Linked DNA regions of Mus musculus: regions 2, 3, 4 and 5 are each linked to region 1. The links are chromatin contacts, called in public HiChIP or PLAC-seq and Micro-C maps. All regions are on one chromosome and are shown on one strand. The core of a region is the stretch at or near the end of the contact, and the rest is flanking DNA. Distances in the headings are between cores, read along the strand shown.

Region 1 (4,627 bases), core at 1,558-4,057:
TGTATGGTCAGCCCTGTGATTTCTACACCCTTATCACCCTTATCACAATACACTCAGTCAGTTGATTGTGGGGATAAGAATGCCTTCTTACAATATTTCAGCTCTCCTACTGGAGGGACAAGTCAACATTGGAAGTGTGTCAATAAGCCCAAACCTTTGCCTCCACTGTCTGATGGTCAGTGCCCCAGTAATTGTTCCTTTGTTGATCAGATGCGTGCTAGTTGTTATTCTTCCTTGTCCACATGCCTCAAAGATAGGCAGCCTTATTTTTGGGCTCTTCCCTCTAAGATGCTACAGAGTACGGGGGTGGGGGGGTGGATTGGTTTCGCAACACCCAGGTAATTGGCACCAATTCCTATACTTCAAAATATGTTACAGCTGGTTGCCTCGCACCCCCTGATAAACCGGCTTGTTGGCCATAAGCCGCTCCTCTTCATGTTTCAGATGGTGGTGGTCCCATGGACCACGTTTGAGAAGAATGGGTTCAACAGATAATTCAAGCCCAGATTGATGGCCTCCTTCTCCGCCTCCACCACCACCCAAAGTCCAGAGGCATTAATTTAGACCTCTAGACCATAGATATACGTGTTGCTACTCATAAAGCCCTAAATGTTTCCAACCCCTCCCTGGCCAGGGATTGTTGGCTGTGCCTTGCATTGGGAGCCTCTTGGCCCCTTGTAATACCCCTGCTTCATGAATCCACTATCGTCCCCTCCCAAGATAATTGTAGTTACACGGACCAAGGAGTCTAACGCATGCACGAGTCAGGGGCTCGTCCGAAAGCCGCCGTGGCGCAAAGAAGGTGAAGGGCCCCGCCCGGGGGCCCGAGGTGGGATCCCGAGGCCTCTCCAGTCCGCCGAGGGCGCACCACCGGCCCGTCGCGCCCGTCGCGCCGGGGAGGTGGAGCACGAGCGTATGCGTTAGGACCCGAAAGATGACGAACTATGCCTGGGCAGGGCGAAGCCAGAGGAAACTCTGGTGGAGGTCCGAAGCGGTCCTGACGTGCAAATCGGTCGTCCGACCTGGGTATAGGGGCGAAAGACTAATCGAATCATCTAGTAGCTGGTTCCCTCTGAAGTTTCCCTCAGGATAGCTGGCGCTCTCACTCTTACCCGACACACGCAGTTTTATCCGGTAAAGCGAATGATTAGAGGTCTTGGGGCTGAAATGATCTCAACCTATTCTCAAACTTTAAATGGGTAAGAAGCCCGGCTCGCTGGCGTGGAGCCGGGCGTAGAATGCGAGTGCCTAGTGGGCCACTTTTGGTAAGCAGAACTGGTGCTGCGGGATGAACCGAACGCCGGGTTAAGGCGCCCAATGCCGACGCTCATCAGACCCCAGAAAAGGGGTCTTTTAAGTTCTTACCAAACAATTTTAATGTATCCACCTTAATGTATAGCTCTTTTAAGAATGATTCCTTTGATGCAGATCTTGGCCTAGCCATGTTTATCTCATGCACCAGTTATGTTACCTTCTCTGCCTCAGGCTGTTTGGGTGCGGGGGGAAAAGTGTATGTATGCGGTGATAACGTGGCTTCCCCCTTTCTCCCTGTAAATTGGACTGGTTCCTGTGTGCCGGCCTTACTTTCGCCAGATATAGAGATTATACGAGGAGACGAGCCTGTTCCTCTGCCCAGTTTTGCTATGTTTGTCCCCCAGACATAAAGGAGCTGTTCAGCTTATCCCACTTTTGGTTGGATTAGGGATATCTGGGGCACTGGCTACTGGCTCTGCTGGAGATGGGGTGGCTCTAGATACTTACAATGAGCTGTCCCAACAGTTGATTGATGACGTTAATATGGTTTATCATTTATAGGGTCAGTAAAAGATCTTCAAGATCAAGTGGATTCCCTGGCAAAAGTGGTCCTACAAAATAGACGAGGCCTTGATTTACTAACTGCAGACAAGGGAGGTATCTGCTTAGCTTTACAGGAAAAATGCTGTTTCTATACAAACAAGTCTGGGATCGTCGGAGACAGAATCAGAAAACACCAAGAAGACCTAGAAAAAAGACGTCAAGAACTCTTCGCCAATCCCATGTGGAGTGTCTGGAATGGAGTGTTGCCTTACCTCCTTCCCCTCCTTGCCCCGGATAGGATTTCTTTTACTTATCTCTTTTGGACCCTGGGCATTTAGGAAGGTCACAGATTTGGTAAAATCAGAAATAGATGCAGCCTTTAAGAAGCCAGTGTCGCCTTTAAGAAGCCAGTGTCACCTTGAAGTCTGAGACATTGGCCAAGATACTTATGCTGAGCCCCCAGGCACCCCTTCGGTAGGCCTAGATTTCACAGTCCTAGACCCAGGCCCCGACCAAGGGTGCTTTGGTAAGCTATGGAGACATCAATGACAGGAATAGCATGATGCCACATACCAGGAGGCACACCCATGATAGGCTGTAGAGCATCTCAATGACAGGATTATTGCGAGTCCATGATCCAGGAGCCCACTCTGAATTGACAGTGCTGGGTATGGAGGCCATTTGCATAGCCTAAGACAGAGACTCTACCCTCAGACCCAACCATGTCGGGTGCTGGTTGTGGATGCACATCATGTAGCCTAAGACAGATGCTCCATCTATAATATAAAAGAGAGGGAAATGTTGGAGACTGACACTGAGCCATAAGCCAAAGTTCCCCTCCCTTCTTGAGAAACTTCTGACCTTTTGAAATGACAGCTGACAGAATATCAAGATCAGATAATAGTATCTGCAAACTTTCTGAGGAAAACCACAGAATGTTCCCTGAGCTAAGAGTAGATACTACGTTCCCAGGCAGTTAAGCAGAACTACCCCTCCCCCCAGGCTGAGGCACAGGCAAGGTTCTCCCTCTTTACTTCCTCCTTCTTACTGCTTATATTCTGTAACCTTGCTCACAATAAACAGACCTTGACAACCATTGCTTAGTCTCGCTCCTTCTTTCTCCCTTGTTTCTCTTTCAGTCATGGTCCCCCTCGGATCCCACGAATAACTGAGTCCTGCGGGTCAGGACAGAAATGCACGGTTTCTTCAGCCACACTTTCCGTATCCAGGGGGTAAGAATGTAAGAATGGGCAGTAGCAACGTCCTATAACGTTTTAGGAGTTCTATGGACACCTCTGTCCAACAACGCAGAAGAAGGCTTATCATGCCTGGTGTTGGAGGTTTTGTTAGGTGCTCTATGGCTCTCGGAGTGAGCATTGTCAGCTCAGATAGTGGGAAAAATTCATCTCTCTCTCTCTCCGTCCCTTCTCTCCCTCCCTGTCTTCCTCCCTCCCTTCCCCCTCCTCTTCCTCCCCCCTCCTCATATGTACTATAAGTATTTTTAGGTAGATAGTCAAAAATATGTTTCAACAAAGTCCCTCACTGATTGAAACTCACTAAGTAGGCTCGGTTGGCTGGCCAGTGAGCTTCAGGGTTCTGATGTCCCTGTTTCCCCAGTGTCAGGATTACAAGCATAAACCACTGCATCTCGATTTTATTTTTAACATGGATTCTAGGGGTCCAGCTGAGGTCCTCGTGCACTTTAGAGACCCAGTGTCTCCTAGCCCACACAGAGAGGTTGTTCTTGAGACAGCCGTGGAACCCTGTCAGCCCTTGAAAGTTCTCTTTCTACTCTTAGATGTCCTTTCTTGACTTTGGTTTTCTTCCAATGGTTGATGCCTGTGGCTTCAGGACACTGATGCCAGAAGCACCTGGGCATTTTAAGCTCATTGAAAAAGTCTACATATTTTTCTTTTTCTTATATGTGTGTATGTGTGTGTACATGTGTACATGTGTGGGGCACACATTTATGTGTAAGGCCATAGGCTGATGTCAGGAATCATTCTTGTCCCTTTCCTTCCTTTTCTTTTGAGGCAGGGTCTCTCAATCAAACCCAGAGCACACAGATACAGATAGTCTTGCTGGATAGCCTGCTCTGGAGTTTCCATCTCAGCCTTCTAAGCTGGAGTTACAGGAGGGACGCCAGGATTAATGTGGAACCTGGAGATCCCAACTCTCCAGTCTCTTCTTGCTTATGTGACAAGCTCTTTTTGGAGCCTTCTCTGCAGCCTAAAGTCTATATTTTAAGTCCAAATGTACATCCTATCTAGTCAAAATCCAGCAGATAATTATCAGGTGATGTGATAAACAGATGCAGTCAGAAGTTTATTTTATTTTATTTTATTTTATTTTATTTTATTTTGAGACAGGGTTTCTCTGTATAGCCCTGCCTGTCCTGGAACTCACTTTGTAGACCAGGTTGGCCTCGAACTCAGAAACCCGCCTGCCTCTCCCTCCTGAGTGCTGGGATTAAAGGTGCGCTACCACGTCCGGCTCAGAAATTTATTCTTAAGATCTTCTTTAGCTATGTGCCTGTGTGTATATCTGTGGGAGGGTATGTGCACATGAGTGTAACGGCTCTTCAAGGCCAAAGGCATCAGTTTCCCCTGGAGCTGACGTTGAATATGGTTATTAGCTGTTGAGCAGGGGAGCTGGGACTCAAACTCTGGTCCCCTGCAAGAGCAGTATGTGTTCTTAACCTTTGAGCTGTCTCTCTGGCCCCCAGAGATTGCAATTTAAATGTCATCCTTCGTGCTCCTCCCAAGCACTGATACTGCCAACCTTGTCACCAGGAGGTTTCAGCCATCTGTCTAAGGGCCTGCATTCTTGG
Region 2 (4,627 bases), core at 1,296-3,795, 380 kb before region 1:
CGCTGTTATTTCTTCACTTTTCTTGTTTGGTTTTATTGAGATAGGGCTTCCCTGTGTAGCCCTGGCTGTCCGGGAACTCAGAGATCCAAAGCCCTCTGCCTCTGGAGTGCTGGGACTAGAAGTGTGCACCACCACGCCCAGCCCTCTGCTATTATTAACCAGCCACGGGGCCTTTGCACTTGCCCTCTGACCACAGAGCTTCTTGCGCCAGTTGGAGCACATTTGGGACTCTGCATCAGATTTTCAGGAAGGCCATTCTGAGCTACTTGGTCTAAAACTAACACCTCACCCTCGACAGAGCCTGATCTCTACTTTGCTTGGTTCTTCGTTTTGGGCACTGAGCCAGACCTGAGACCAAATTACACATTCACTGCTCTGCTTGCTTCCTGCTACCATAGAAAATGCCACCAGGGCAAAGACCCTACAACCGGCTCACTGCCTCTTGATAGATTCTTTCAAACAGGCAAACTGATGACTGCCAGTTTAGTTCTGCTCTTCACACTCGTGCATCCAGGCGGCTGATCTGTAGTTAAGCGTGCATGTGTGCGGCAGAGCCGGCTGTGACTCTGGCCATAACTTCTCTCCGGGGCTAGATTTAGTCAAACTGGACCTGAGACGTAGGAGATGTAGGTGGTGCTGTATTTACAGATAAGAGACACTCCCGGGAGAAACTGAGAGCCGGAGGGATTTCTTCTGGAAGGTTCTCTAAGCACGGGCTACCGCAGGTCTGTGGAAAACCCCTTTAACCTGACAGGCAACAGTCAACGTGAACCCCACACGGCCCTCCAGAACACAATGAAAACTTACTTGACTACAGAAATGATTTTGATTTGAAGTAAAAAGGTGAAACTTCAATTAAGTAAAATCCCAAGAGCAAACGATCTGAGAAACTGGAGATTTGGGGGAAGGGGAAGGTAGGCATATTTTTTTTAAAAAAAATCCATTTGAATGGTTTAAGCAGCTTATTCAAGTGGGATACTTTAAAATGCCAGGAATTCAACCTCTTGATTCAAGAGCTCTGGAATTCAAGTGCTTCAAATTGAGAAAATAATACACAAGCAAATGGTTGTAATTTCTTCTTTGTGCATCCTGGCATTGTGTCTCCCACATACCCAACTCTGTGCATGGCTATCTTTCCCCCAAGGATCTTGAGCCTCTGGTGGGAAACCATGGAGCCAGTACAAACACCAACTCATCTGAATACCAAACATCGTTCCATAATTGAAATTATAAAGAAAGCTCTTGCCTTAAAAATACAAACACAGGTAAATTAGGAATCTCCGGGGCACACTGAAATGAGTCTCCCGAGAGTCTGAACTTCACCGATAGGCTCTCTTCACTAAAGCCTGCCAACGGTGGAAAGGAGCATTCTCCAATGCATCACCCACTGTCACCGTCTCTCCCTTTTCATGTGACAGAGTCCTCATGGCAGACAGCTCAGGTAAGCGTCTGAGGCAGAAGCTGTCGGTGAGGGAGGATCTGTTGACAAGCACCTACCATAGTCTGTGAGGGGGCCGCCGGGAGGCGGCATCAGGTACTTGAGGCCGCACACCTTCCACAGGCACCTACCTAGACAGATGCAGCTTTCTAGGAAAGAGACATCCTTTTCAGAATGTTTCATGTAGACATGGTCATGCTGCAAGGGGGATAATTGCTACACCACTCATTTGGAAGGCACTCAGCAAGCACCTATTATACACGGGGGACTCTGGCGACTGAGGGAGGAAAGGCTCATGGTCCCCGCTCAATCAGGAGACACAGGCACAAGCCAGCAAGGGACAATGCCAGAAAAGACACAGCAGTGTGCGAGATTCCAACAGGAATTTGGACATGCTCCTATTACAGCCAGTGGGCCAAAGCTGTATGCTTCTCCCTAGCTGGGGCTTCTGATGGTCTGAACATATTTTCATTGCTGGGAAAAAAAAAAATCAAAAAAAGGAAAAATAACTCCTGACACATGAATGTGATATGAAATTCAAATATTAACGCCCATGAATAAAGATTGTTTCTGAACTGAGTCATGACCGTTAGTGTTCATACCGACTTGGCTGAACCCCACCTCTGCCAGCAGAATGAAGCCATTGGATGACATGGAAAGCCACAACATTCGGCATGTTGCCCTTTCCCGAAAAGGCGCAAGAGAGCATGACTGAAGGTTGGGGTTTTGCTTCTGATAGTGGGATACAAATACGTATGAAACCATTAAACTCCAGCTTGCTGTGTGATAATTAGTGAGACAGCAGTTTGGAGAGAGCCCACAAAAACTGCTGCTTACAAAGGAGGTCACCCTTTGATGTCTCCATTTCACAGAGGAGAACCTGGACACAGACATCCAACTTTCCCTTCATGCCCTGAGGAGTGACCCAGTCAGAGAGAAACCCTAACGTTTCTGCCATTGTCATGCATGTGCCCGGCTCGGGCTGGAAGCATGCTATTAACTCTGAAATTCGAGAGGAAAGAGGAAGAATCTAGATGCAAAGTTCTGGGTTTACATTCAGTGCTTTCATCAAAAAGGGGAACAAAAGGGGAACAAACAGAACTCATGCACTGGAGCAAGCCTTTGTGTGTCCTCCCATGTCATGCCTCCCGCCTCCCAGGCGCTTCCTGTACCCACTGGTGAGCAGCTCACTGGTCCTGTGGGACAGTCTAGGCTATCTGGCTTAAGTCCCCAAATCCCTTCCTTTGCTGTGGTACTTCTCTGAGCCAACTCAGCCATCGGGTTCCCAACTTGTCAGTCTTGGGAAGCCAAGATTTCCAGTCTATGATGGCACGGAGACTGGACTATAATATTCATCCCCAAAGCACCTTGCTTTTACTTGAAACAGGGCTCGGTTAAATGTGTAAGAACATGACACTGCTTTAACTTGCCAAGAGGAACTTGAGCTTTATAGTTTACACAGAATGTGGGATGTATTTGGTCCACTATGATACAGGGTTGAGCCTTCAAATATAAAGAGTCCTCAGAGTTAATCAAGTACTTAAGGTATCACACTTTCTTTCCACATGATCACAATCAACTACCATCTCCTTTACTGAGTATTTCTTCATTTTTAACCTATTTCTTTTGTATCATATAATGCAACATGCTTCTTGGCAGCTATGTCCGCGTCCAAACAACACACAGGCCACTAATTCTCCAAAAGCTGCAGGAAACAAGAGATAATCATTACAAAGCATCCAGGACCTGGAAGCACTGTGAGGAAGGAAGAGGTTAAGTAGCGCCAACTGGGATAATAATTCAGTTAACCAGAGGTAAAACCATAGAGCCTAGAGCTTAAGAGGAACTCTCTTACTCTGACTTTGGGAAGCCTATCATGCTACCAGAGGCTCTGTGAAGATACCCAGATTCTAGGTGAAGCCTACATTTACCTAAGCCTCTGCTCTCCATTTCTCTGGGGGGATAAAAGGTAAGCAGAAATATGGCTGTATCAAAAGAATACAAGCCAGGCATGGTGGTGCATACCTACAATCTTAGCACAGAGGCAGGGGATCAGTTTAAGGCTTTCCCTATAACACATTGAGTTTAAGGCTACAGGAGACCCTGCCTCAAAAAAGCTGACTAACTAAAGAAAGATACAATACAAACTGAATTTGGCATTTGCGTGAGCTTTTAACTGGGGCAGAGAATACAGTACCATTTCCTCGGGTGGGTAGTTTTGAGGCACTGGGGTGACCAGGTTTACTTGGGGAGGTGGGGAACCTCTGTACAGCGATAAGAGGCAAGGTCAGGCAGAGGGTTATAAAGGCATGAAGCATCTGCAGCTTGGTCCCTGTGCTGATCTTGGGGACAGGGCCAGAGACTGCCTGAAGCCACTAGTTTAACTATAAATGGCTCCCTCCTTGTCAGTGTTCGGCAAGGGCAGAATGTAAGCCAGCCTGGGTCTGGAGAAAACTGGCCCAGGGGACTGTGCATCTGGCGGTGTCCTCGGCCTGTGTGCACAGGGGGCTCATGGACATGGAGAAACAATGACCTGCGGGGACCTAGCAATCTCTTCTAGGATACTAAGGGTTTAAACAAGTGACCCTGAGGACTCTCGAGGGAGGGCTGCCCAGGATCAGAGCATCTCTGCAGTGCTTCAAGGTGGACAATCTGGTCTAAGTTCACCTGCTAGGTGTGTTCTCCGTTTTGCTAGATGTGGCCTCTAAGGAAGAAGTAAAGGACCCTTTCCAAGCATACCCTAGGATAAAGAAACCCATTTCAAGTTCAGAGTGAGTAAAAAGGGTGGTGGTGGAAGGTCTTTATTTTATTCTCAGTCATGTCTAAAATGTCTGGCTAATGGGAGCAAATTCCTTTGGGTTGGAGCACCAACTAAACTTGTTAATGAAGAAAAGAGAACCAAAATTCAACTATGTTTCACAGAAATGGAATGTGCAGACATGCCTGTCTCAGACCTCCTAATATTAATAGATAATACTTGCCATCACTGCCCCACCCCCAAGTGTTCTTGTACCCTCTCTCCGGCCATGGTGTGGAGCTCCTAAATTCATTCTCAAAATCTGGCAAGTTTCCCTGATTCTGTTGTCCTCGGGGAGGCTCCAGCTATGTTCCTGGGCAAATGCTTAATCTGACAAGTCCTGCATCCTGGTTTGTACCCAGCATCTGGCTCAATGCCTGTGGCGAGAATCT
Region 3 (4,627 bases), core at 569-3,068, 360 kb before region 1:
CCCAATGTGCCCCCCCCCAATAAAAACCATCTACAGCCTAAGAAGCACTAGCTGACGTATGCTTTGGTAACTGCTAGGGAGGGGACAGGCCTACTGGGACCCCTCTTCAAGGATGGCCTAAGTTTCTTTCCACCACATAAGTAGCTGGCTCTCGCTTCCCAATGCTCGACCTCCCTGTTTACTGAAACAGACCTTTGTCGGGTCTGGTTTTATTCTGCATAATCCAGCACACTAAGTCAAAGAACAAGCCCTACAGATCACAGGCAACTCCAGTGAGACCCAGGGGAACCTTCTTTGTGTTTGTTCCATTTCTGTGGGACCACAGTCATTCAAGCATGGCAAGAACTGCATGGGATGCTCTTGGGAGGAGAGCCTGAGTCTTTCCCAGCCTCAATACACCAGAGATTGAAAGTGACCTTAAATGCCCTAAAGGCATCTCTATAGTCAACTGGGGGAGAATGTTTGTTGTTGTTGCTTGAGGGTGAAGGTATACGAAGCTGCAGGAGTCTGCACAGATGTTACCGTGAACATAACGAATGCTGTGCCTTTTAATTCTCACCAAGTTCATCAAGTTGGGACTCTTGCTTTTTGGACTGGGCAGGAAGCAGAGGCCTGCACCAGTCAGATGAGCTGCTTGAGGGCACATGGTTGGGGCGGCAGGGGCATGTCATCCCAGGGTTCCATTACCCACATCTGGAGAGCCTGCAACTTTCTTCTACAGGCTGCAAGGACCACTGAGAGTAACGATCTCTTTAAGGCCATTCCACTTAAGAACCTGGGCTACACACATGTGCACACAAATGTAGGCACACATCCCATTGTGTGCGTGATGGCACAGATATGAAAACCCTAAGGCCTGCCGCTTGGCAAGGGCTTAGGAAGGAAACCCACAGGGAGCAGAAAGAATGGATATAAACTTGGCTTCGGAAGCTTAGAGGGGGTAATTTTAAGTCCACTTCTGAAACCATCATTTGAACAGCTTGCTCAGAACACATCCTAAAAGCTTCATTATCCTTAAGTCTTTTGGTAATTTTACAAAAATATTTCTAGACCTCCACCCCAGCAGTTCCACAGAGCTTCAAGGGGAATGGCTTTTCCTTTCCAATTGTACTTAAAGCCAGGGCTCTTTGATAAGACACATGTTACTTATGGCAACAGGATCCAAAGCTGTTTCATCTCTACACTTCATAGTCTTGTTACGGGTATAATTTAATAGATTTCAGAAACATTCCTAAACGCTATGCAATCTAAAAGAAAACATTCCTATTGATGTATTTAGTCTAAAGTTACATCCATAAAAATGAACATCAAGTAAGATCAGTGCTCAGCAGTAGGGTTATTCTTTGTACTAACCTTCCAGTGGCTAATTCTAGGACTTTCTATTCTCCATCCAATCTTTAGCAATCATAAAGTGTATGTTGGGGGACTGGCTCCATAGGTAAAGCAATTCTCTGTGTAAGTGTGAGGACCTGAATTCAAACCCCAGGAGCTCAGTGCAGGCCCCTTACTGGAGCAGAAAAGCAGAGGCAGGAGGATGCCTGGCAGCTCCCAGGTCAGCTAGCCTGAAGTACTTAGGTGAAAAGACCCTGTCTCAAAAAAGGCAGACACATGTACGAAGACTGGAGGATGTCCTCTGCCCTCAACACTTGGACCACAGCACGGGCATACCTACAAGTATGTGCGGTGTGTGTACACACATAGACACACAAAGACACACACAGACAAAAGACAGACAGACACACAGACATACACACACAGAGGGGAAGTGGGGGAAACAGATGCCTTGCCTCTTGAGGAAGTCTCTGGTAAATGTTTTCAATTTCCTGTCCTCAGCCTTGCTGGCCATAACGTCTTACTCAGCAGTCTGCTCACAGGGCTGCTTTCTCAGAGGGCAATATGAGACTTCCATGAAGACAGTTATTAGAGACAGGGGTCTGGAGATTAGCTAAAGTTAGGGTCAAGCAGGGAAATGCAGACTATGGAACTGAAGGGGCCTTCGACTGTACAGCAGGCTACTGGCATGGGAAGTTTAGACAGCTGGGCTCACAGGTGTGGGGGGTGCGGCTCAGCTCTTGCCTGGCACACTCAAAGCCTTCAGTCTCCATCATATACCAACTGAACATGCTAACACAAGCCTGCAATCCCAGTACTTGAAAGGTAAATGGACATTGCAAGTCTTAGGTATACTACATACCTAAGACCCTTCATTCCAAAATAAATAAATAACCGGACCAGCAAAGATCAAAATGAACTAGCGGCCTCTTTGAAAGTCGTACTTCCTTGTTATTTTTTAATGAGCATAAAAGCATGTTCCAAAGCACACAGAGAAAGATTAGAGGAGCCCAGGAGCACCCCTCCAACTTCACCTCTGTAAACAGACCGGCACGCTGACAATTACTGAAGCTCCAGAAAAAGCTTTCCTCACTGCAGGACAAAAAGACAAACAATGCGGAGGAAGACTCAGAGTCTACCCCGGGCCAAGGAGAACAGAAGGCAGTGGGCATCTGAGGGCAAATGTGGAGAGGGGCTGCCCCCTCCCTGTAAGTGCTAAGGTTTTTTAGTGGGCACGCCTGGGGGCAGTAAGCAGATTTATGCAAGAGGTGAACGCCCTCCTTTGCACAGTGGACAAAAGAGTCAGCTTGCGGAAGGGATGAAAGATGCCAGAAAGCCCAGGGCGAGCTGCCACTTGTGAAAGGGACAGGCGGGCGGGGGAGGGTCTCAGAAAACCCAACAAAACCAGAGATGCGGGCCCTTGGAGTCAAGAACTCAGTGCCAAAGAGTGGTCCCTGAATCCTGCTAGGATCAGCAAAGAGATGCTGGCTGGGCTGACGTTCAGAGTGGAAACTGACAAGAATGCTCCTGGGAAGATTTTGTGGTGTTTCTCCATGAGTGTGTGGAAGAGCGAACCCTTTGGAGATAGACGAGATGAACAGGTGAATGCTGGTCCTGAGGAGTAGATTCACAGGAAAGGGCGTTGCCAAAAAATGAACACAGTGAGCCCCTCAGGGACGGTAGTGGTGGCGTGACAGTTAAGCACTGATTGCTCTTGCGGGTCACCTGGGTTTGGTTCCTGGCACCCAAATGGCTGCTCACAACCATTTGTAACTCCAGTTCCAGGGCACACCCTCTCCTGACGTCTGTGGGCTCTGCACCCATGTGGTACACAGATATACATGCAGGCAAAACAACCATACACCTAAGATTATAATAATAATAATAACAACAACAACGCTTTTTTTTTTGTTTCCTGTCTCACCATGTGACCTCTTCTCTGCGTGTTCCTATCACTGTAATGCCAGGGTCATGAGGCCCTTGTCGGAGGAAGAATTACAAGGGCTGGCTCTCTGTGCCTTACACTTTCAGACTGTGAACAACCTCGTTTCTTTACAATTTATCCTACTTCAGCTATTTTGCTATAGTAATGGAACTCACACTATTACAAGGGTTAAGCCACTTGCTTAGGAAGCCAAGATTTCTTTCTAGGTTGTCTGAATCTGTAATACATGACGAACTGAGAGAGCTTTCGGGAACGATCATGTTTGATATCTGGTTGTTCGGGCAGCTGGCAAACACATTCTGCCCATCTTCTTGGATCCACCAAAGACAGGTAAAGGTCACACTTTTTCCCTCGTTCATTTTGATTTTTAGGCATTGCTAGGGAGGGTCAGGGCTGTAATTCAGGGAGGAAACTGTCCCAGAGGGACGTTTCTCAGTTTACACTGAAGACTGCATGGCGTTTCCTATGCATCTTGACTGAAGGCATGGAGTTAATGAGGACCAGGGCTTGGGGATCTGACTCAAAACCTGAGTTTTCTGAGCATTCACCCTCGAGCCTTCTGTGGCATGAAATAAAACCAAGTGGGAATTCCCTCATCTATCTATCAGTGAACCGCATGGCCGGGCTATGGCAGCAGAGGGCTGCGGTGGGCAGGTGGGAGCAGCCCCAGCATGAAGCCAACCCAGGACATGGATAATCCCACTCCGCAGAGCAGTGCAGAGCAGTGATCATCATGCATGGTTTCCCAATGCTGCATGCACTGTGCACACACAGAGACAACGTGAATCTGCCAGCAAAGAACTGGTCTGTCTCCCTGCTCCTCCCTTCTGCTGTTGGCTTGTGGCGGCTTAATCCTGCTCTGTGCACTGAAAATGTCTCTAAGGATTTCTTTCCATTTCATTAGTTTATCCTGTGGGCTGTCAGCAGCCAAGAAAGAAAAACCTGTTGGGTGTGATAGAATGCTTTGATTCATTCACTGCATGCTAGGAGCACAGATTTGGTAATGACTTATTTTGATAATAGTTGGTAATGATAGCAGTGGCCCAGTGCTAGCCAGAGTGAAGGAGAAGGAAGGTGAGGGGAAGCCAGAGGAGGCAGGGTGTCAGGTTGTTGATGGGGGAGGTCTGAGAAAGAGTTCTTGTCAGTGCTGTTAGCAGTTGGCTTCAGGCCTTCCCCTCGGTCTGACTAGAAGCTGGGCTGAGCGGCTGAGAGACTGGCCCAGGGCGTCCCTTGGACAGCTCCAGTCTGACACAGAAATGGAGGTGTAGCTTAGTGTGGATGGGTGCGGGAGGTGCTTCTCATGAAACAAACACTGGCAAGTTCAGGGCCATCAGGCCTACGAAGGACAGG
Region 4 (4,627 bases), core at 976-3,475, 340 kb before region 1:
GCTACAAAGCTCTACACTGAACACTTCTCCAGACATTTTTCCTAGGTGTAAAAGGAGGGTGTGGCTGCACTGGATATTCTGTTCTTCAGTTTTGATTTTATTTCTTTCAACTGATACATAATAGCTGTGGTGCGTGTGAGTTTCATATGTGTGTATACAGCAGGCAAAGATGATAGCCAGGTAATTGGCATATCCATCACCTCACACACTATCATTTCTTTGTGTTGGGAACAGTCAAAATCTTCCCTACTATTTTGAAGCACACAATTAATTGTTGTCAATCACAGCTACTCTACGGTGCAGGGAACATTAAAGTTATTCTTCCCACAGAACTATTCCCTGTTCCTTCTGCTTCTAATTCCTATGGCATCAGAGAAAGTCCACATAATTAAAGCCTTCAACCTACTCAGGAAAACCTCAGGCTCCTGTGGCCTCCGCTGAGACTGCTTCCTGACACGGGATGTGTAGGTTCTACTTCTCGTCTGCTGCTAACTGGCTGTGGGATGCACCCTTCTCAACAGAACTCTAACCTGAGAGTTCCTGAAGGGTGTGGCTCCTCTCCCTCTCTCCTGCCCTCCTTCTCCGATGCTTCTCTCCACCTCTGCCTTCGTCACGGGAGTCACATGGCCTCAGTTTGAGGACTGCTCCGTTGCTGTTGCTCTTAGCTTTTCTAGGGAAGCTCCTTTATATGTAGGACATCCTTTAACTGCATGGAGCTGCTGAACCTTACACAGGAGATCCATGCACGCACTTAGCAATGTTTTTACCTTTTATATAGTCCAGGCCATCTAGCAGGTGATGAAAGGCACCGGCCTCTGGCTCCCCCTGATCGGTGCCACTTCCAGGTTGCTGAGCGCCACACCTGCTCTGGCTTCCTCCTCTGGCATCCCTCACATTCGTGCTCTTTCATTCTCTGGGTACCAGGCTGCTTGTGGCCTCCCAAGTACAAGTAAATGCTCTCACCTTAGTGTCTACTCTAGGCAGCTACCCTCTACTTAAAGCAGCTGCCTTCCCCATCCTTAATGCAAGCTCTGTTCATTCTACACAATGCTGCCCCTCCAGGCTGTCTCCTTTTCTCCACGCTCCATGTATAAAGTAGATAGAGTCTGTCTTTATATGCATCACACACACTCTTAAGTGGATGGCAACAGCAGGTGTATAGCAAATGCCTCAGAAAGAAAGGGAGGGAGGGAGGGAGGGAGCAGGGTATGGTAGCACAAGCCTTTAATTTCAGCACTCAAGAGGCAGAGGCAGGCAATCTCTGTGAGTCTATAGTCTACATAGTGCCTGGTCTACATACATAGTAAGCTACAGGACACCAGGGCTACACAGTGAGTGAGACCCGTCCCAAAAACAAAAACAAATAATAAAAAGGAAGAATGCTAACTAGCTCTATGAAGTATACAGACCAGTTACCAAAACCCTCTTTTTTTTGCTAAGTGCTCTTTATTCAGAATGGTGACGTCACTTAAAAGTGTCAAGCAGGAATAGTAAGGGATCCAAGGCACACACACACACACACACACGCACACGCACGCATGCACGCACACATGCATCAGCCAGTTCCTGATATCTGTTGACTTTTGTCGTCTGCAGAAGCAAAAGAGAACTGAGAATTCAAACACTGAAAGTCTGGTAGCTGTTTCTGAGTGAGAATAAGTCGCTGTCTTCTCAGACTGGGCACTCTGCAGGGCAGTCCTGCCATCGGCCCCTATCTCTGCATCTGGCTGGACTCAGAGCCAAGGCAACCAAGCACTAAATTAACACTCCCACAGCTGCAAAGGTTCAAGGGCTCTGAACAGGGGTGGCCTACCTAACTGAAGGACAGATATGCATGCCCCTTTGTCTCCCATATCAACAGGCTCAACCTCTGCAGTCCCACAAACGACCCTCTGTCTCTGCGGCTGCTGTTGAATGCAGCTGTCCTGGCTCTTCCTGGTGATCACTCCTCTAAAAATAGCTCTGATGCTGTCGCAGGGAAACTTGAGCAGGTCCTGAAAGCGGATCCCCTTTTAGTCTGAGCTGCTTCGACTTTAAAAAACAGGCAGCTATGAACATACCTTCATGTGTCTGCATGATGCTCAAGTAGTCATGTAGCTCACAGCAAAACACAAAAGATAAGACAACACACACAAAGCCATGCAAATGACAGAGCCGCAGCACCAGGTCTGCCATGTCAGACTGTCGTGTTTGAGCCCAGACTGAGAAACCTGACTGTAAGAGCAGATGCCATGAAGATCCCGGGGACACATCCTGCCAGTCCAGACTTCTGACTGCTTGGGGGAGGGTTAGGGCAGGTGGTAAAGAAATTGATTACATAGAAAGACTTGTAAATATGGGGTACTGGGTTCTTAAAAGTCCTACTAAAATTTGCACCTATTAGCTTCAACAGGACACCAAGATTGTCTGAGTGTGGGGAGTTATCACCAGAGATACAGTCATTTGAACGACAGAGCGGACTTTATACACTACTGCATCTTTAACAATAATTTCTTAACAAGACAAAAGGATTTGCACTTATTGCCAACAGCTTGCTGGCAGCCAACACCAGGCAGGATGAGCTGCCTGGCAAGAGTCAAGCCAGCTCCCCTCCCCACCCCCACCCATCAGAAAGGGCCACTTCTAGATCTAGACTAACTTCAAAACAGATAAATATTTAAATTTGATGTTTGTTAAGAAATTGGGATGGAGAATCCAAGAATGACTCTTATTAAATAGATCTATAATGTAGATTTGCCTTCCGTTCATGATCACAGAAACTTAGGTGCTTCTATGACTTTTCTGACTCTCACAAATATGATACTAAACAAATCACACATTTGTATTTCAACCCCCCCCCTCGGCAATCGTATGTGTGTGTGTGTGTGTGTGTGTGTGTGTGTGTGTGTGTGTGTGTTTTAAGAAGAGTGTGAGAAAAGGGGCCTGGGAGACCTAAGCCTTTGTAAAATGTCAGTCACCCCAGATCTCTCAAGGACACAAAAATTCCCACAGGTGCCTAGAACTCTTTACACAAGATAGCACAGTATATGCACACATGCACCAGCTAATCTCTGGGTTACCAAACACAATGCAGATGCTATATAAACTGTTACAATACTGTACTGTTTAAGAAGTAATGATAAAGGGCATGTATAATATGTTCAGGATAAATTCTATTTCAAGGGCTGGAGAGATGGCTCAGTGGTTAAGAGCACTGACTGCTCTTCCAGAGGTCCTGAGTTCAATTCCCAGCAACCACATGGTGGCTCACAACCATCTGTGAGGGAATCCTATGCTCTCTTCTGGTGTGTCTGAAGACAACTACAGTGCACTCATATACATAAAATAAATAAATATATCCTTTTAAAAAATTCTATTTTTTCCCCCAAGTAAATATCCTTGGTTTTGTGGATGTTCAAGCGTGAGGGTGTAGAACCCAAAGATACCCAATCAGGAACCACACCATCATTTTCATGAATTCTTACAGAGGCGGAGCTCAGCAGCTTCCTGAGGAGTCTCCCTTCCTCTTCTTCTGCTCTAAAGAATCTGCTTCATCCCCATGAGGGGAGCTGAGGAGAAGGCGCACGGGCGGGCGGGCGGGCGGGCGGGCGGGCACACACGCGCGCGCACACACAAACACACACACACACACACACACACACACACACACACACACACACCAATCCAGCTCTGTCTCCTGTGTAAAATATACAGCATTTTCTCTAAATTAAACTCTATTCATGTTTAAAGCTAAGCCATACAGCTTAGATGGGAAAGATGGCTTACAGTGTTCCGGAGTGTGGATTAAAAGACCCCTATTTAATGGCATCTGCAGATTACATAAGATTAAATTTTTAGTACCCAGAAATAAAACTTTAGTGGACACAACAAACTTGAGTGTGCATGTATGTGTGTGTGTGTGCTAATTTTATACTATATATTTACTATTTTACTCTTTATAGAAAAAGCCTACAGACGCCTACAGTGAGGGGGGAAAAAGAGGCTAGTTCTTGGAGACAGAAATTGATTTTAGATGAACTTTAAACATAACAACTGAAACAAAGCAAACAACCCATTTGCCACCGTGAGGCCCCTAGTCTGGGCTGCTCGGAGAATGCATTATTCAGTGACTGCACTACCAGAATTCCCAGAAAATAGTCCCCATGGAATGCTAATTTCATTACTATTAAATTTCATAATCATGACTTGGAATCCATCTCCTTTCAGCTAACCCAACCCTCCCTCCACCTCCGCACATACAAATTCAAACTGTTTTTGCTTCGACTGTCTCTCTCCTCCCTGCTGTTATGAATGGAACAATCTGGGGGCTCCTTAGATCATCTGTGTAAATCTACACCAGTGTTTAAGTGGAAATAATTCTGGTTGTTCAAATCAAAGCATGCAGACTGTTTTCAGGGCTGAGGGGAGTATGGAATCAATTACGGTGGGTGTGTGAGTAAGTCTGCCCACTAGCTAAGGCTAGACAGAGCGTGAGCCCCTTGAGGAAGTCGGATCAGAAGAAGGTGTGGGCATGCTCACGCTCGCTCGCTGATTTTGTTGCTCTGTCCTTTGGGTGCCGCGCTTAACACTGCTTGCAGCTTTTCCTGTAGCTCCCTAGTTGCTTGACTTTTGCCTCATTGCCTCATTC
Region 5 (4,627 bases), core at 956-3,455, 320 kb after region 1:
TTTCTATGCTCAATACCATCTGGAGAACAAACCTTTATGTTAGATTCATAAAAGATGTGCAAGATCCCTGCACTATAACAACAAGGGGGAGCTACATATATGAAGAGATAGATTCATTCATGAATTATCAAAATATCACTTCTTCCCAAAACAGATTTAACGTAGTCCTAATCAAGATAACAGACTTTTTCTGTGCCTATGTTTAAAATGTCTGTCTTAAAAACCACAGTTCTTTGATTTTTTAAAACGGAAACAATTCATTACATCCAAAGAAATATCGAAAAAAGAAGAGCTAAGTTGGAGACTTTGCATTTCTTGACTTCAAGAGCTATAAAAATTCATTTAAATATTTTTAATGGGCATAACAACTAGATCAATAGATAACGGTCAAAAGAAAAGATTCCTGAAATAAATGTATTCTTACTTTCCTTCTCAATAATTGCCATTAGAAAAAGTGAGTATATTTTTGGACAAGGTGAACTTTGTCTCACATGCATAATAAATAAACTCTATACCACACAGACCAACCATACAAAAGTAGGGGAGAGACAAAGAACATATGCAACCTTGAAAGCAATAATATAATGCACAAAGTATATCAATCATTACAGACTGGAAAACTGGTCTTTAACAAAACTGAAAACTTTGTCAGGAAACTTTTTTAAAACAAGTAGGTATTCCAGAGAAGAAGAAAAATAATGGTAATAATAGTTGCAAAATACACACCTAAGAAAGGACTGGTAGTCTAGATTATATAAAACACTGCCCTTCAATAACAGGGACCATTGTGTGTGTGTGTGTGTGTGTGTGTGTGTGTGTGTGTGTGTGTGTGTGCATGTTGTATGTGTGTGCACATGTGTGCATGTGGAAACCAGAGGGGCTCTCACTGAACCGAGAGTTCACTGACTTGGCTACGGAACTGTGGCTAGCCAGCTCCACTTGGCCCTACCTGCTCAGGAGGAGTAGGATGTCAAAAGTCCACAGCTATGCTCATCCTTCTGTATGTGTGTTGGGGAGCTGAACTCTGGTCCTCACACTGTGATGAGCACATTACTGACTTGGCCATCTCCCCAGCTCCAAAACCAAGCTTTTAAGTGGGCAAAATAGTCCAACCATTTACAAAAGTCCAATATACAAGGTGTCCAGAGAACACAAAACCCCAAGGAGATAAGTTTATGTGCCTGTATACAGAAGGCTTAAAAATAAAATGGCTGGCTCTGTCAACAGTCTATAGGATGTGGACACTGCATTGTTGTGGGTTAGAAAAAGCTAGTTTGAAATGATGTCAGTCGGTACACTTCAGGAACACACTTTACACAAGACACATAACTGGTTCTTATGAATACAGAGACCTGAATAAACAAAACCAAGTTCTATAAAGGAGAAATATTCCATGGTGGAAAAAGAAATCAGAATAGTGGCTACCTCTGCAGGAATGTGGGTGGGGATTTACTGGGAAGATATTTGTGGGAGCTTTAATCCTTTGGTGGCTTTTAGATGATAAGGGAGGGAGGCCACCATTGTTTGGCTCCCAAAGTTATCAGGACTCACCTAATGGTACAATGACATGTCATTGCATGCAAATTTTACCACAAAAGCAAAAATCCGAGGATAGAGCTCTTAATAATGGCCAATACTGGCTGGAGATGGGGTGAAAGTGTGTGGGTGTCTACAACCATTCAAAGTGCATCCTGAGTGGGTTGGTGACTAGAAAGGAATGGGTAAATATAAGCAAGCCTGGTAAACTGTCACTTGTAGAATCTAGGTGGTGGTGTGTTGTGTCATTGTAAACGTCATTCGATTTTGATGTACTTGAGATGTTTCTTAAACTAGTAAAGGTAATTGGGTTACTCACCCTGGGTGTGAACTCAATACCCTCTAAAGTTCTTCCTCCCCAGGAGACACAATGCAAGATAAACGGTCTGTTAGTTACTCTCACCAAAATCATTTGCATCTATTCAACAGAACTGCAAGCTTTTCTAGTTCTGTTTCTGGCTAGTATCGTGGGTGGGTCTCCTGGGACCACTCTCTCTCTCTCTAAAGGCGGAGAAATTCTGTTTAGACCGTGGGTGGCTATGAATCCATTCCTTCACACAGCTATATTCGATCCCCTGTGGCTAAACTGCTGGGAACCAGGTGTGTCTGGAGGGCACGCAGCGCCCTCTTCTGGCCTGAGAGGAACCCACGCAGACCATCGAGGCTCTCGACCTATCTGTTAAGCAACCACTCCAGGGATCTGCACTCCCTGGTAGAAGCATCGCTGTTTAGAGGTCCAGGCGAGCGCCAGCGGAGGAGACCTGAGCAGGAGACTGGCCCTGAGGCCAAGGGGCGGGTACCGGGTGGAGTCGCCTCGGTTGGCAGCTGCAGAGCTCCACCTGTTGCAGTTTTTGAGCACTCCACAGAGAAGGCAGCTCTGGGCACGGACTTCTGCTCTCAGCCCCACTGGGCAGGGCAAGGCCACTTGAGAAGGGAAGCCAGGAACCATCCTGAACCTGTTCCACAGAGCAGGTGCGTTTGGGAAGGTGAGACGCGAAGGCGACGGCGGCTCCAGAGCTCATGGCAAGTTGGGGGTCTCTGGGTGGGCGCCCCAGCGGTTCACAAAAGAACCTTGTTGCCGGCTTACATGTTGTAGCTTGGAGTTCTCAGCTCAGCGCCACTGACTGCGCAAGAACTACAGAGCCGAGGCGATCAAAACCGGGTGAAAGAGATGGAACTCTTCTGGCCGCTGTCCTTGGCCGGTTCTCCGGGAGATGGGCTGGCAGGGCCGGCACGTGTGGACAGAGAACGCCCGGTGCAGGCCCTAGAGGCCAAGGGCGATCTGGTATGGGGGAAGTCAAGGAAGGCTCCCTGGGAGGATGCTTCTAACTTCCTTCACTGTTCCAACCTCCCCCTCTGTTCTCCTCCCCACAGCGGTCCGCCCTCGTGCTGCCGTGGAGCCTGTGTGCCCAGCAGAGATCCGAGCCGGCTGATCTGCCTCTTCGCACTGTCCCTGCGTCCGTGCGTCTGCCCCAAACCCGTTCCGACCTCTGAGCCCTGGTTATTCTGGTGGATAGAGGCTCTCGGCAGAACATTGTCACTAATACGCAACACAGATCCACCTGGAGAGGCACCGAAGACAGAGAACAGCCCGTATCCCAGCCATCACAGCTTGGAAAGCAATGCTCCGAGGAACCCGGACCTTGATGTGAAGCTTACCCGCCGATTCTCTCTGGACCCACGACCTTTTTTTTCTTCAAGAGGAGTTCAAGTTCTAGGGAGTTTGCCTTGAAGGCACGCCACGCCCCCTCCCCAATCTGAGCCGAATTAGGAGCTCGGGTGAACCCGGGTCGCCCGCACCCTCGCACCAAGTCGAAGCAGATTCTGTGTCCCGACCCTCTGGTCTTCAGCCTTAAGGAGAACTCCAGAGAGGACAGGGAGGCGGCGACGACAAAGCGGATTCGAAACCACGAGTCCAGGCGGACGTGGGGAGCTGGCTACACAGGAACCACCGAGGAGGCGGCGGCGGCCGGGAGATCCACGCCGCCTTGGGGAACGCGCGGCGGGCATGGGCGAGCCCGCACGCAGAGCAGGCTAAGGTCGGCAGAGCACATCCTCCCCGGGGCGTGGGCACAAGTCCGCGGGCAGCAACCCTCGCGGAGCTGTCCTCCAGTGCCATGGCTGGCCGCGGTTGCGGCTGCAGCCCCGGCCACCTGAACGAGGACAACGCGCGCTTCCTGCTGCTCGCTGGGCTCATCCTGCTCTACCTGCTGGGCGGCGCCGCAGTCTTCTCCGCGCTGGAGCTAGCGCAGGAGTTGCAGGCCAAGCAGCGCTGGGAAGAGCGCCTGGCCAACTTCAGCCGGGGCCACAACCTGAGCCGTGAAGAGCTGCGAGGTTTCCTCCGCCACTACGAGGAAGCCACCAGGGCGGGCATCCGCATGGACAGCGTGCGCCCTCGCTGGGACTTCACGGGCGCCTTCTACTTCGTGGGTACAGTGGTTTCTACCATAGGTAAGTGAGCCGCCTGGTCACACCATGCCCCTAGTTCCTGGGCCCTCACAGGACCTAGCATCTCACCCTTGGGGTTCTCCGCTTGGGCGCCCAGCGATGCACCTCGGGATTCCTTTGTGGCTAATCAACAGGTGTGAATGGATCCCAACCACACCCGAAGATTATTAGAATTACCCCAGACCTCTGCCTAGACCAGAACCAGCTGCTCTTTGTTAGCCAGTCGCCAGGAATTTGAATGGTTCTTAAATTAGGGAAGCGCTTTTGTAGACAGTCAGTCTGGCTCAGCAGACAGGGCTGAGTTCGTGAATTCTGTGGAGAGAGCTTACAAGGAGACACAAAGCTAGAAACGTTTACTGAGTGTTGAACTATGCACAAGCCACTGCTCAAAGAAAAGGCCGTGATTTCAAACTTACAGAGAGACTCTCAGAATTCCAAACTGGAAAGAGGCAGAAGAGTGTAAAATGGGGCTCAAAGAATGGGCCGTGTTTCCTTCTGTGAAAAACCAGTGGAAAGGTGACGGTGGGTCTAGCCAGTTTGAGTTCCTATGAATTGGGTTTAGGGCCCAAACATAGGGGCATACACGGGGACAGAAGTGGCTTGCGTCCAGAATTCCCTGAGGTGCTGGCTGAGCTTGGACTAG

What was found. Hi-C and Micro-C count contacts between places; a contact is called where the count stands out from the background. HiChIP or PLAC-seq counts read pairs in DNA pulled down with a chosen protein or histone mark.
Region 2: an H3K27ac HiChIP or PLAC-seq map of microglia shows a contact between it and region 1, with 5 times the contacts expected there. The contact joins two enhancer-like sites. A contact is called at or near these places in 1 of 484 Hi-C or Micro-C datasets (embryonic fibroblasts) and 1 of 115 datasets of contacts at active chromatin or transcription factors (microglia).
Region 3: a contact with region 1 is called in an H3K27ac HiChIP or PLAC-seq map of microglia, with 4 times the contacts expected there. The contact joins two enhancer-like sites. A contact is called at or near these places in 2 of 115 datasets of contacts at active chromatin or transcription factors (memory CD8 T cells and microglia) and 1 of 9 other capture datasets (adipose tissue).
Region 4: a contact with region 1 is called in an H3K27ac HiChIP or PLAC-seq map of microglia, with 4 times the contacts expected there. The contact joins two enhancer-like sites. A contact is called at or near these places in 2 of 115 datasets of contacts at active chromatin or transcription factors (bone marrow-derived macrophages and microglia) and 1 of 9 other capture datasets (adipose tissue).
Region 5: a Micro-C map of B cells shows a contact between it and region 1, with 2.8 times the contacts expected there. The contact joins the promoter of Kcnk13 here to the enhancer-like site in region 1. A contact is called at or near these places in 9 of 39 promoter capture datasets (the C10 cell line, the HPC-7 cell line, embryonic stem cells and 4 more), 1 of 15 datasets of contacts at CTCF or cohesin (pro-B cells), 12 of 484 Hi-C or Micro-C datasets (B cells, the HL-1 cell line, the N1E-115 cell line and 5 more) and 3 of 115 datasets of contacts at active chromatin or transcription factors (bone marrow-derived macrophages and stem cell-derived neural progenitor cells).

The regions. Positions count from the first base shown.
Region 1 is chr12:99,644,329-99,648,955 of GRCm38.p6, forward strand. It overlaps Gm19951 (predicted gene, 19951), which reads left to right. Exons shown (of 2, transcript NR_166738.1): 2 at 1,816-2,893. Among named protein-coding and RNA genes, the nearest start is that of Gm19951, 3.5 kb to the left of the region's middle. Within about 2 kb of position 2,808, at least 65 of the 459 cell types and tissues checked have an H3K27ac peak or open chromatin away from gene starts, as enhancers often do. A contact at or near this core is called in B cells, the HPC-7 cell line, adipose tissue and 3 more, where this site is marked.
Region 2 is chr12:99,262,051-99,266,677 of GRCm38.p6, forward strand. The region is part of intron 4 of Foxn3 (forkhead box N3); the gene reads right to left. Among named protein-coding and RNA genes, the nearest start is that of Gm46371, 66 kb to the right of the region's middle. Within about 2 kb of position 2,546, at least 59 of the 459 cell types and tissues checked have an H3K27ac peak or open chromatin away from gene starts, as enhancers often do. A contact at or near this core is called in microglia, where this site is marked.
Region 3 is chr12:99,282,808-99,287,434 of GRCm38.p6, forward strand. All of the region lies in intron 4 of Foxn3 (forkhead box N3), which reads right to left. Among named protein-coding and RNA genes, the nearest start is that of Gm46371, 46 kb to the right of the region's middle. Within about 2 kb of position 1,819, at least 66 of the 459 cell types and tissues checked have an H3K27ac peak or open chromatin away from gene starts, as enhancers often do. A contact at or near this core is called in adipose tissue and microglia, where this site is marked.
Region 4 is chr12:99,304,461-99,309,087 of GRCm38.p6, forward strand. All of the region lies in intron 3 of Foxn3 (forkhead box N3), which reads right to left. Among named protein-coding and RNA genes, the nearest start is that of Gm46371, 24 kb to the right of the region's middle. Within about 2 kb of position 2,226, at least 73 of the 459 cell types and tissues checked have an H3K27ac peak or open chromatin away from gene starts, as enhancers often do. A contact at or near this core is called in adipose tissue, bone marrow-derived macrophages and microglia, where this site is marked.
Region 5 is chr12:99,962,294-99,966,920 of GRCm38.p6, forward strand. It overlaps Kcnk13 (potassium channel, subfamily K, member 13), which reads left to right and starts at 2,206. Exons shown (of 3, transcript NM_146037.2): 1 at 2,206-2,508; 2 at 2,911-3,987. The coding sequence starts at 3,654.